Linked DNA regions of Columba livia: region 1 is linked to region 2. Evidence: chromatin contacts called from public Hi-C data. All regions are on one chromosome and are shown on one strand. Each heading gives the region's core, a stretch centred on a gene start, on an enhancer-like site or on the middle of the called end of the contact. The rest is flanking DNA. Distances are from core to core; before and after follow the strand shown.

Region 1 (5,858 bases), core at 1,338-3,837, 170 kb after region 2:
CTAGCAATAGCTTAAAAAGGCCAAAGTTGGCCCTACTCAAGTCCAGGGTTGCAATTCTGCTTGCTATTCTGTTCCTGCCACAGGCGATCCTGAACTCCACTATTTCATGGTCACTGCAACCAAGGCAGCCCTCAACCTTTACCACTTCAACCAGACCCTCCTTGTTAGTGAGGATGAGTTCCAGCAGTGCTCCTCTTCTAGTCAGATCCTCCACCTTCTGCATGAGGAAGTTATCATCAAAGCACTGGAGGAACCTCCTGGACTGTGGCTGGCCGAGTAGTCCTTCCAGCAAACATCAGGGAAGTTAAAATCCCCCACCACAACCAGGGCCTGTGACTGTGAGGCTGCTCTCAGCTGTCTGTAGAGGCCTCATCAACTTCCTCACCCTGATCTGGTGGCCTGTAACAGACACCCACAACAGTGTCACCCCTGCCAGCCTGCCCCTTAACTCTCACCCACAGACTCTCAACTCCTCATCCACCCCTGAATAGAACTCAAAACATTGTAGTTGCTCCCTCACGTAAAGAGCAATTCCACCACCACGCCTGGCTGTCCTGTCTTTCCTGAGAAGGACATAGCCATCCATGACCACATTCCAGTCAAAAAAACAAAGTGAAATTTCTTTCAAAGCTGTCACTGCAATTTGAAATAGATCTGTGAGTTCGGAAACACAGTTCATTTGGTATGAAAATCATGTTTCATCAAACATGAATTTTGTGTGCACATGATTGGAAACATATTAGTCTTGGCACATCAGTCTGATCTGGTTTTGGAGGCCCTGTTTCAGTCTCCTGTTGGGACCATACCACTTTGTGTAAGTAGTTAAATACTCTGTAATTGAGACAGACAAGCACAGCAGCAGCATGGTGATTTCAGGCCCTGATGTGGTGCACTTTCATAGGGATCTGGATAGGGATCTTGTGTCTAGAAGACACAAGTAGGAGTTTTTGCTCTTTTTTGTTCAGGCCAGGAATATGAGCATAAGTGTCCCTTGTACAATGTCAGTGCCAAAACCACTAAGTGAATATTTGAGACAGCTTTACTCTGTTCTTTTTCACTGAAAAATAAGTAAGGAAGCATGTAGGTTTTGCTTCAATGCAGCTCAAAACAGTTGCTGATATCTCCCTACTGACAATAGCAGAAAGGTTCTCTTTCCCTGAGCACCTGTCAGCTAAAGGTGCCACAAAGGCTGAAAAATGCAATGAGAATTAACACAAAGCTCAGAGCAGGAAACATTGCAAGTCTCTTTACTTAAATAAATTGATGCATTTCTTTATTTCAATATGTGAACAGATACAAATAACAAAGGCTTAAAAATCCTCACTGCTTCACTGATCTGTTCTTTGTTATGGATTTCTCAAGATCAGGACCCTGAGGTACACCAAGAGGCAACATGGGAGAATATTCACTCTCTCCTCCATAGTTACGTAGATCTTGGTGTTTGAGTCTTAACAAATTCACACCTTTCTATAATCGCTGTTTCCCAGCTCTTTGGTGCATAAGACTAGCTTTTCACACATGATAAAGCAGAGCTGCTTTAGTTCCCACAAGTCCTACGCTGTCTGCCAAAAAGATGTAAGGGGGATATCTGAGAGAGTGGAAGAGCTGGGGAATGAGGAGTATACAGTTTTCATTAAAAGGCCTTAGCAGCTCACAGTACTCATTTCTGAGGAGGAGTAGCTGGCATGACGATCTAAGCATTTTGATGGCAAGACCACAAAGCAGTCGGAAGGTTTCTCCATCATTAGATCCTTTCACCTTGCTGTCAAAACACCCCGCTGCTGCTCCCTGCCCCTCCGCTCGGATGCTCACCTCTGCTGCTGCCTAGTGCTCACACCCTGCCTTCCTCCCCTTCCCAAACTAATCCTCCCTCCACAAGAAACCCTGAGGTTATTACCACGTGGCATTTATCATGTTAAAAACATCGTGACAACCTGTGCCACTTCTCAAAATGAATCATTTACTTTTATATCTGAAACTCTACTCCCTCCATTCTCCTTATTTTTTTCCACTTACCTTTTTGTCTCTTTCTTTTGTGTGAGAGCATTCCTGGGGCACAGTCAGCAGGTGGAACTGAGTGTAGTGTTGCCATGCTCTGGTGCCTGATGGAGAGGCTTTTAAAGACATTGGGTAATTAATCCTTACTATGTTGCCTACCTAGTTTTATGGCTAAAAAACTGACAGTATATAATTTGCTCAAGGCCACGAAGTTGATGGATGGCAGGGGTTTCCAGGAAGAAGGGTGAGTTTCATTCCCTGAATGACAGTGATTACAGTCTGAGAATGAAGGATTTATGGCCAGAATTACAAGGAGAGCTTTGGGAGCTCACACTCCTCACTGCATGCCATGCAGCACATCGTGGTTTGCGGCGTTTACTCATTTCCGAAGTCCCTGTGACAGGAAGCTTTCTGCTTTCCAAGTTAGTGGGGAACAGGCAGTGTCCCAAGTAAGTTCCCACTGAAAAGCAAGGTTCATGTTTATCCTAGCCACTGAAATTACGCAGTGGTTCCCAAATCTTGAGAAAAGCTGCATCAGAACATTCTAAGGGCAATATTTGAATCAAGTGTAGCAGCAATGTACTGCTGTTCTCAACAGAGCATGTGCTAATACCCTGTGAGTTTTGAAGGTCACACTAGTTAATTATATTAGCTAAAATCAACTTTGTGCATCTGTCAGCAGTTCAAAGCCAATACATCTGTAAAACATTAGCAGTATATTTTCTTTGCAAATCCTGAAAAACAAAACAACCAAACAAAATAACAACTATGATGGGGGACAGGGGGGGATGGACACACACGGCGGGGAGAAAGAAAACAAAACGCACACCAAAAATGTCTCTCAAAAAAACCCGAAACCCAAGTTACTTTTTTTTTGCCACTGATACTGACCTGCTAAAGCAAGAAGAACCTGATGGCATGTTTAGATGCCAGTTGAATCTTTCTGAGCTGGCAGTTAGACAAATGGAGGAGAATTGAGATAGTGATGCTTGATGGAAAAGACATAATTACAGGGTTTCAGTTTTACAGTGACTTGGTTAAAATGTAATGCTACAGTGCACACTCACGCATGCAGAGTCTGAAGCAGAACAAAAGGTTGTCTGTTACATATTTTTGCAGAAGTGACTTTTTAAATGTTCTTCAATAATTGGAGATTTTCAAGCTCCTCGTTTAAAGGAGCTTTCTTTGTTTCCACTGAAATGAATACATTGATAATTTTCAGTAAAAAAAAATACTTCAGTTTGAAGTGAGCTCATACAGTGAAGGATCATCCTTGTCATTGGGTCCCCGACACGAAAAAAACATTCTTCTATGAAGAGGCAAGACCAAGGAAACCAGATAACTGCAGAAATCTGATTGCACATAAGGGCTGCCAAAGGCATAAGAGGAGTTTGATGAGCAGCCCAAGATAGCCACACTACCTGTACAGTAACATGCTACTGAATTTTCTGGGTCCTGCTCCAGGTACCTGAGCAGAAAAAATATGCATTGCTACTCAGGTCATGGCTGTGCAATTCTGTCATTTGGCTCTTGTTCAAAGAGACCAGTTCCTTTCTGCTGGCTTGATGCAGTTCAGACACTAGTACAGGGTCAAAATCCTCCCTAAGAAGTGGCTGCAAAAGTTCTCATTGTGAAAGAAGCATTTGAGAGCATGTTTCAGATCAAGTTTTGTGGTCCTAAATCTGTCTGTGTATCTGCTATACAGAACAGCATCACAAGTTGTACTGTGAAGAGGCATCCTTGACACTTTTAGAAGTCAAAGGGTGACCAGCCAAGTAATTGGTGTCCTCAGTCTGTAATCAAGTGTGATTGAAGGGGGAAGTTAGGGGCAGTAAAAACTTCTATCATTCATCGTTTCATTAGCATCTGCTTGCAAAACTTAATGTTGACTTTTTTATTGCTTTTCAGAAAAGTAAGCTAGATAACAGCTTAAACATATTTTTATTATCAGGAGTCAGTTCCTTCCATTTGCTACACTTTCATCCGTCTTCCAGGAGCTTCTGAGACAAGAGGTAGAATTTATGTATGTGTGACATGAAATAAATTTCTTCCATTTACAACTTCCATCTAATTTGGAGGAGTGTGTGTCTTTGTGGGAGCTATGAAAAATATCTAGGCCTGCTTTATTCCTATTTCTTTGCTCCACAAAGAAAATTAAAAGGTACACATGAAGAGTAAACTAAACCAAGTTTAGGTTTGCAATCCAGAGCATGCTGGGGGTCTAAGTCCCTTTGGGATAATTCACAGTTTCAGTTGTCCAAGCAGAAGGAGCTCCATGTGCAACTGGTTTGGCTGCAGTCAAGTCATTTTGTCGATACGCAAATGGGTTTGACCAGAACTGCTGATTTTCATAAAATAATGAATACTTTATGTTATGCTCTGTGGCCAGAGTCTGGTGGGATTAGCTGTCCCACCACATGAAAATAGCCTCAGAGGAGGCATTCATCAATTCTGAGACAATTTATTAGAGTACCTGCTTTTTATTGTTGTCAGCAGTGACAGCTGTGATATGATGATGAAGAATCTGAGCACAACCTACATAAATGCATATTTATATCTATGGGAAACACTCATTTTGCTTTGCTGCTGCCAGCCAGTCTGTCTCCTCTCAGGAGTCAGCTTAGGTCAGAGGAGTGAGAAATGAGATGCTTTTGATTCGTAACTCAGGATAACATTTGAAAAGTTTCTAGCTAGGAATACTTTTTATAGCTGAGCTGCAGCTTCTCATAAGAGTTTGGTTTCAGGGAATGAAACAGTGGTTATGGAGAGATATAATGGAAGTGCAAGGGAGAAAAATACTGTGTTCACATCTTCCATTTTCTCTTTAGACTGTAATTTTCCCCTTCTTCCTCCTTTGCAGTCAAATAATAAAGTGTGAATTTAGTGGCAGCTGACAATATAGAGATAATACAGCCATAGTGGAGGCTTTCTCATCCACTTCTATAACACATATCTTCTTTGAACTGTACATTTTGAGGTATCATAGATACTGGTGAGCAGAGGAAAGCTCCAGAATAACACTATGAATATACAAGAATTGTAAATGGAAAAAAAAAAATCAGCCTAACAAACAACTAAGTGATAACGGGGGGCAGAAATTGGTTACCTCTGATAGAAAGAGGGAGCAGTTTTATTTTGGAGCTCATCCAAAACTGCCTAAGGTGATTTGAATCAGTAACATCTGAGTATACCATGATCGTGATTTCAGTAGCTTCTGCAAAGAGGGCTTTTTTAAATGCCTCAAGGTATGTGTATGAATACATCACATACAGGCAAATGGCAACCTACAGGTGAAAAAATCTCTTAATGGTGGATGTAAAAGTTGAGGCGGTATCAGAAATCTTAACAAATAGATAAAATGCTGTCACTAATGGCAAAGGGGAGGTTAGAGAAGAACTGAGAATGAATTGTATAAAGACTTAGTACAGTAAGAGACTTGGACTCTGCTCTGATCCAGTCCCTGGTACCAATTTAGCTCTATATTCAGTGATTGATACTGCACAAAAATTTCTGTTGAATGTTAGTTCAAGTCTAATAGCAAGATGATGCTGAAGATGCTTGCAGTCTTGGGCTAAGAGCTTAAAAATTTAGACGTCCTGTCACTATCAAACTGGGTCTGAATTCCCATCTGCAGTTTTACCTATCTCCTCCTACGTATTTCCACATCCCACGAGATCAGTCATTTTCCTGTCTCTGTAACATATATATTTGTAAGTGTTGTCCCTGCACAGGAGTCTCTTCCACACTGAAATACTGTCCTCCTGGGAGACTAGCCAGAGAACCTGGACACCGTTCAATATTCGAGTGACTTTATGTCCAGAATCTGCAACAGCTTTTCTGGTGTCTTTGAACTGTCAGGA
Region 2 (5,881 bases), core at 1,822-4,321:
ATAATGAGAAGTTTACCCGAATGACCTTTTGAAAGCCCTCTGACTCCTTCAAAACATAAGCAAATTGAAAATCTGTATTTGCAAGATCAGAAATTAAATGAAAACCTCACTTTGGCAGTCTAAAAATAAAGCCATATAAAGCAACGACCTTGCTGAATAGCAAACTCTTAAAATAATAAAATTTTCTTTGCCACAATAAATGTTTCAAATTCTGAAGCTGAAAATATAATTCATTCCACCGAGCTGTAACATTTTGTTATTCAGTTTCTTACAACTTGAACTGCTTACTGCTCCATGAAAAAAAAAAAATCTGAAGAAGAGAAACACGCTCTGGGATATTTTTAAGCCTTTTTTTGTTCATTATTGAGATCTGACTTTCCATATCCACTAGAGCAACTACAGATTAAGTGCTTCTGTGGCCTTAATAGAAACTTGAAGCTCTAACCAGCTTTTAGAAGTTAACCTAGAAGGGCAGATCCTTGGCTGCCATTCTGGCTGCTTTGGTCTACTCCGAAAGAATTTGGGGAATTTATGGAGTACTTAAATGGCAGCTACAAATTACGTTTTTTTTTCAGCTCAAGAGTGAATTACATTAAAGAAAGGGTTGTTGTAATAAGAAAAAAGCAAAATGAAACAAAGAAAAGAACCACACCTGAAGTGTTTTCAGGCTATTAATCACTTCCCTAGTATCTCTCCTCATGGAAATTCTCCAAGTCCTATGATACTCATCTTGTAAACAACTATTTTCTTTCCTTAGCTCCTAGTAAAAAAATCGTACTTGATATTTCTGTGAGAACTCCTTGGCCTCTTCTTGGACTTTGTTTGTTTGTTTTCAGATTGTAAAATGGGAAACAAACAAACAAGCACAAACAAAATGAATTAAAACAAACAAACAAGCAAACACTGTTTGGATCACGCATCCTTATGTCATTAAAAAAATCAGCAAACATGTGAATTGAGTTTAATAATGTCTCCTGAACATTTTTTATTAATTAAATAATAAATGCATGGCACAGTACTGATATTTTGGCCAAATGCTTGTTGTCAGGATATACTCTGACATAGGACAGGGGAATATGTTTTTTAATGTCTATGTATGTACAGATAAGGAACCTGGCAGACATATCCCCATAAATACTCACAATCATCACACCACTCTGGGTTTCAGTACTGCTGAATGTGTTATTTATGCAGATATATACAAAATTATGCACAACTCGCATGTTATATTTTTGTTAGAGGGAACTAAAATATATACTTCCCTTCTGAATACTTTTTAATGCACTGATCTGAGAATAGATTCATTCTTGCTTCCATGTAAATTTGCTGCTCTAAATTGAAACATCCTCCAGTCTTTTCCTACTCGTGGTGCTGCACCAAACGTTCCCTTGGAGAGGAACTTAGAGAGTAAACGTTTTGTACTTGCTCGCAAGTTTCAAAGTCTTCCTTTGCTGCAGCCTTTATGCCATGAATTTCAGTGTATTTGTACCAGGGGCAGTGGCCTCACCCAGAGGAAAATTGCCCTAGTATATAGGTTTATGCATTCACATTGTACACACATCCGTGTTCACATATTGAATAAACGTTTAAAATGCTGTGCAGATGTTAATTTAACTCTTATCTCACCACCACTTAGTTTATCAGAAGAGAATAAAAGCAAAATGACTTGCTCAAAGCAAAGCAAATAATCATTGGCAAACCTGAGGCCACAAACAGGAGTGAAGTAAAACAACAACAACAACAATTTGGTGGTACATACACATTTGAAAAGCTTTTTAAAGTAAAAATGTCAAAGTTGGGAAATAGTGAGTTTTGCTTTTGAAAGTTGTTATAGTTCCAACAACTACCATTTCTTCATCTGGCATTATTTCCGCTTTAAATATTTTAGAAAATGAAATATTATGGGTAAACCAAATATCCACACCTTTTCCACTTCGACCACAAAATTCCAACACACAAACGCTTTATTTCAACAGCATTTTCAGTATTGCTCTCAGAAACATTAAAACAATTGCATCCCAAACACTTCAAAAATTAAAAATCACATTTGCAGTATCTTGCAGAATTATCTCTTGAATTTCAGTGCAGTTCGGAGGGCCTGGTAACGCTCATTTTGCGCTCATTCGGTGATGTGGTGGCACGCTCTCTGCCCTTATCTGGGACAGAAATTAGCCCAAGGTCACACAACCGACACAGCTGGTTACTACTGCGCTTTATCTCCATCACCGCACAAGCGCTGCCTGCGCGAGGGCTCCAGTCGCCCCGTCGGGCTGCGCAGGGAATATTGGGCACAACAGTTACTGTGACATGTGGCAGTGCCGGGCGGTGCGGGGCTCGGTGTGCGCGGGTCTCGGTGTGCGCGGCGCTCCCCGAGCTGCCCGCCGTTCTCCTCCCTGGGTCCCGCTGGGTCCCCTCACCGCGCGCGGTGCCGCCGCCGCCCCCCGCACAGCGCCCCCCGCGGTCCCGGGGCTGCCCGGTGCGGGCACGCGCTGCCGCCGCAGCCCCGCGCGCGGCCCCACGCGCGGCCCCGCGCACGCGCGGTCCCGCTGCCCTCCCGGTCCCGCTGCCCTCCCGCGCGCGGGGCAGGGCCACTCGTGACGCCACGGGCCGGAGCGCGCGCCGGCGGGCGGGGCGCCCCCGCCGCTCCCGGGCTCGCGCTTCCCGGCGGGTGCGGGCGCTGCGCGCGCACGCGAGCTCCGCCACCGCTTTCCCCCTCCGACCCCCCCCCCCCCGGCCCCTGCCGGGCGGTTTGTGACGTCAGCGGTCGCCGAGGAACGGGGCGCAGGTGCATCCGCTTCCTCCGGGCGGGAGGCAGCGGGCGCGCGCCCCTCCCGCCGCTGTTCTCGCTGCGGAGCGGGGGGGTCGGGCCGGGTCGGTCTCGTCTCTGCCCCGCTCCCGGTGCAGCGCAGGTGCCCGGCCACAGCGTGACAGTCCCCTCCGCACAGCGTCCCCGACGGGCGGGGCGGGCCGGAGGCAGAGCCGGCGGCGAGGCGGCAGCAGAGAGCCGCGACGGCGCGGCCGCGGGTCGCTAGGGGGAGGCACGGCACCGGGAGACGGGGCAGAGCCGCGGCGGCCGCGCTGGCTGGCAGGAGGCGCCGGGCCCGCTCGCCGCCAGGGGAGTGCGGAGGGAGGAGAGCAGAGGACGGACGCGCCCCCGACCCGGTTTTATTTTCCCTTTCGGCGTCACCTCCCCCGGCGGGCGGCGCGGGCTGGAGAGAGAAGAGACATTTATTTATTTATTTTCGTTAAGGGTGGGGAAGACCTGCGCGGGGAGGACGCGCCAGCTGGCGGAGAGGAGGGCACGGAGGCAGCGCCGTCACGGGAGGAGGCGGCGGCGGGGAGGAGAAGCCCGCGCGGAGGAGAAGCCGGCGCGGAGCTTTGCTTAACCTCGCCGCGCCTCGCCCGCCGCGCAGCCCCTCCGCCGCTACCGCCTCGCCGTCCGTGGCCGCCGGAGGCACCGGCGGCCGCCCGTCCTCATGATGGCCTCAACCGCCACCTGCACCCGGTTCACCGACGAGTACCAGCTCTTCGAGGAGCTCGGGAAGTAAGCACGGAGCCCGCCGGGCGCGCCCCGCCGTTGGGGACTGGGGAGCTGGGGCGGGAGGAAGGCAGCGGTGACACCGAGGGGTCGGTGCCGGGAGGGAGCCATGGCCGGGGGCCGCTTCACCGGTGCTGAAAGCCCGGCGGGGCGCCCCGCTGTCAGGGCCACCTGGGGCAGCGCCCTGGCCCCAGCCCTGCGCCCCCAGCCGGGCGGTATTAGCGGGTGCGGGATCGGGCTCCGCGCCCGCCCGCGCGTCCCCGCGGGTGCGTCCGGCCCCGGGGCGGCGGCAGACTCCAGGCGGGCGGCGCGGGGCTGCCCCCGGCCTCCCGACGCGGGAGGCGCCGGAGCTGCGTTATGGCCATTTTTTATTGTTATTATCATTATTGTTCTCGCTGTAGCGGGTGGGGCTGGGGGGTCGGTCGGTGACCGGCGGCCGTTGGGGGCTCACGCGCGCCGCTAACGGCCGGCGCGCGGGGTGGGGCGCGGCGCCCCCCGGCGGCGGGGCGGGAGGCGACGCGAAGCCGCGGCCGGCGATTCTCAGGTCCCGCTCGCCATGTTGGTGTCACCGGGGCGGGGGGGACGGGGCCACCGCCGCGCTGCCCCCGCCGTGTGTGTCGGGCTGGGGCGGGTGAAGACGTGCCGCCCGGCCGCCCGGCCGAGGAGCGCTTCGGCTCCCACTCGCGTTTCTGCCCAGAGTTTAGTGCTCGGGTGAATAAAATCAGTGTGGATCGACATCGCACCTCTCGCTGACGCCCGTTACAAGCCTCGCGCCGGCGGTGGCAGCGACTGTTGCAGCTGGGCTGACACTTTGTCTGCTTCTTGGTTTCCAGAGGGGCGTTCTCTGTCGTGAGGAGGTGTATGAAAATCACCACAGGACAAGAGTATGCTGCCAAAATTATCAACACCAAAAAGCTTTCGGCTAGGGGTGGGTATATTTTCACCCAGTATTTATGATACCTTCTCCCCGTTTTTCTTTTTGCATTCTTGTGGAAAGCGTCAAAAAACAAAACCAAACGAAAAGAAAGCCCCAAACCACCATCAACAAAAACCCCCAAATTATTTAATTTTCCTAATACATTCTTCCCCCCATTTCCTTTAAGAGCGCTTGTTCTTTTTCCGTGTTAAATGTGTCATGTATTGATTGCATGGAGGTCTGAGGTTGTTGCAAAGCATTTCAAGATGTACAAATTCTAAAACAATGTACCGTAATGCAGCCTCTTTATTTTTGTATCTAAATAACTTTGGATATCAGCTTGCAGGCATTTTACCAGCTGATTTTTGGAGGGAAGGCTGGGAAATAAGTTTCCATTATAGTTTTTATTTTAGTGTGATATAGCTTTACTGAATTCTGTGTTTCCACCGTTGCATTTAAACATGAACATCAAGGCCTGTCTGACTATGAATGTGTGAGAAAAAGTACACTGCTACCCTATACTAGACTTTGTTATGATATACAATAGGAAGGAAATTGTCATTTTATCAACTAACCATTTGTGAAGCAAGTCATTCTGATTAAGTGATGGACTGTTTACTGTTACAACCCAGCCATAATACCTGCTGTACAGCTTGTTGATACTTTCTGTGTGATGTGTATGTTTCCTAGATATTGTCAGTATCAGTGGATATGTCTGTGTGATACATTTTAGGAAAATACACACATACTATGGGCTGTTGTTGTCAAAAGCAAACCTTAATTGTGATGTGTCAACTCCTCCTTAAGTCCAGGTCAGAGTGCTTGTGCTAGGATGTCAGGGATTATGGATTACTATCTGTTAATGTTATCTGTGTTTTGATATGAATTTGTGTTGTGGTAAAGAACACAGTAGTGAACAAGCAATGTCAGAGTGTAAACCTGTTCATGGCCTGGTTTGCTTTTGATGCAAAGGAATCGCTGTAGGTAAATGGCAGCCTGTATTCACTAAATTTAAACATAAAATATTACATATGATATAAGGGCATATTCTGGTAGTGTGCTGCTCCCTGATAAAGATCTTTCAATATTGTGTCAATACTCTTATTTTCAGCTGATGAGAGTTGTGTGAATTTTAGTCTTTGTACTTTTGACTGTGGGATTGGTGTTTCAAAACATACTTAAATTCAAAATACTTTTTTTTTTTTTGGTAGAGTTATGGATTTAAAGGGAGAGAGCCTAAGAAAATGGTAATACTTGATAAAATATTTTCATAAGGTTGCTTAAAACAGATCTTTCTTTTTTATCTTGTTAGCACAATAACATGATCCATTGAATTTTGATGCCTGAAGTAAACCACCACATTCTGTGCGATTTCATAGATCTAAGTACCTTTGAATGCGAGAAGCTGTTGCGATATGAACATGAGA

What was found. Hi-C and Micro-C count contacts between places; a contact is called where the count stands out from the background.
Region 1: a contact with region 2 is called in a Hi-C map of liver, with 1.9 times the contacts expected there. The contact joins the enhancer-like site here to the promoter of CAMK2D in region 2. A contact is called at or near these places in 2 of 2 Hi-C or Micro-C datasets (crop and liver).

What each region holds. Positions count from the first base shown.
Region 1 is chr4:69,535,219-69,541,076 of bColLiv1.pat.W.v2, forward strand. No RefSeq gene overlaps it. Among named protein-coding and RNA genes, the nearest start is that of CAMK2D, 170 kb to the left of the region's middle. Within about 2 kb of position 2,588, at least 1 of the 3 cell types and tissues checked has an H3K27ac peak away from gene starts, as active enhancers do.
Region 2 is chr4:69,365,190-69,371,070 of bColLiv1.pat.W.v2, forward strand. CAMK2D (calcium/calmodulin dependent protein kinase II delta) reads left to right here and starts at 3,072. Exons shown (of 21, transcript XM_065062256.1): 1 at 3,072-3,544; 2 at 4,372-4,466. The coding sequence starts at 3,477.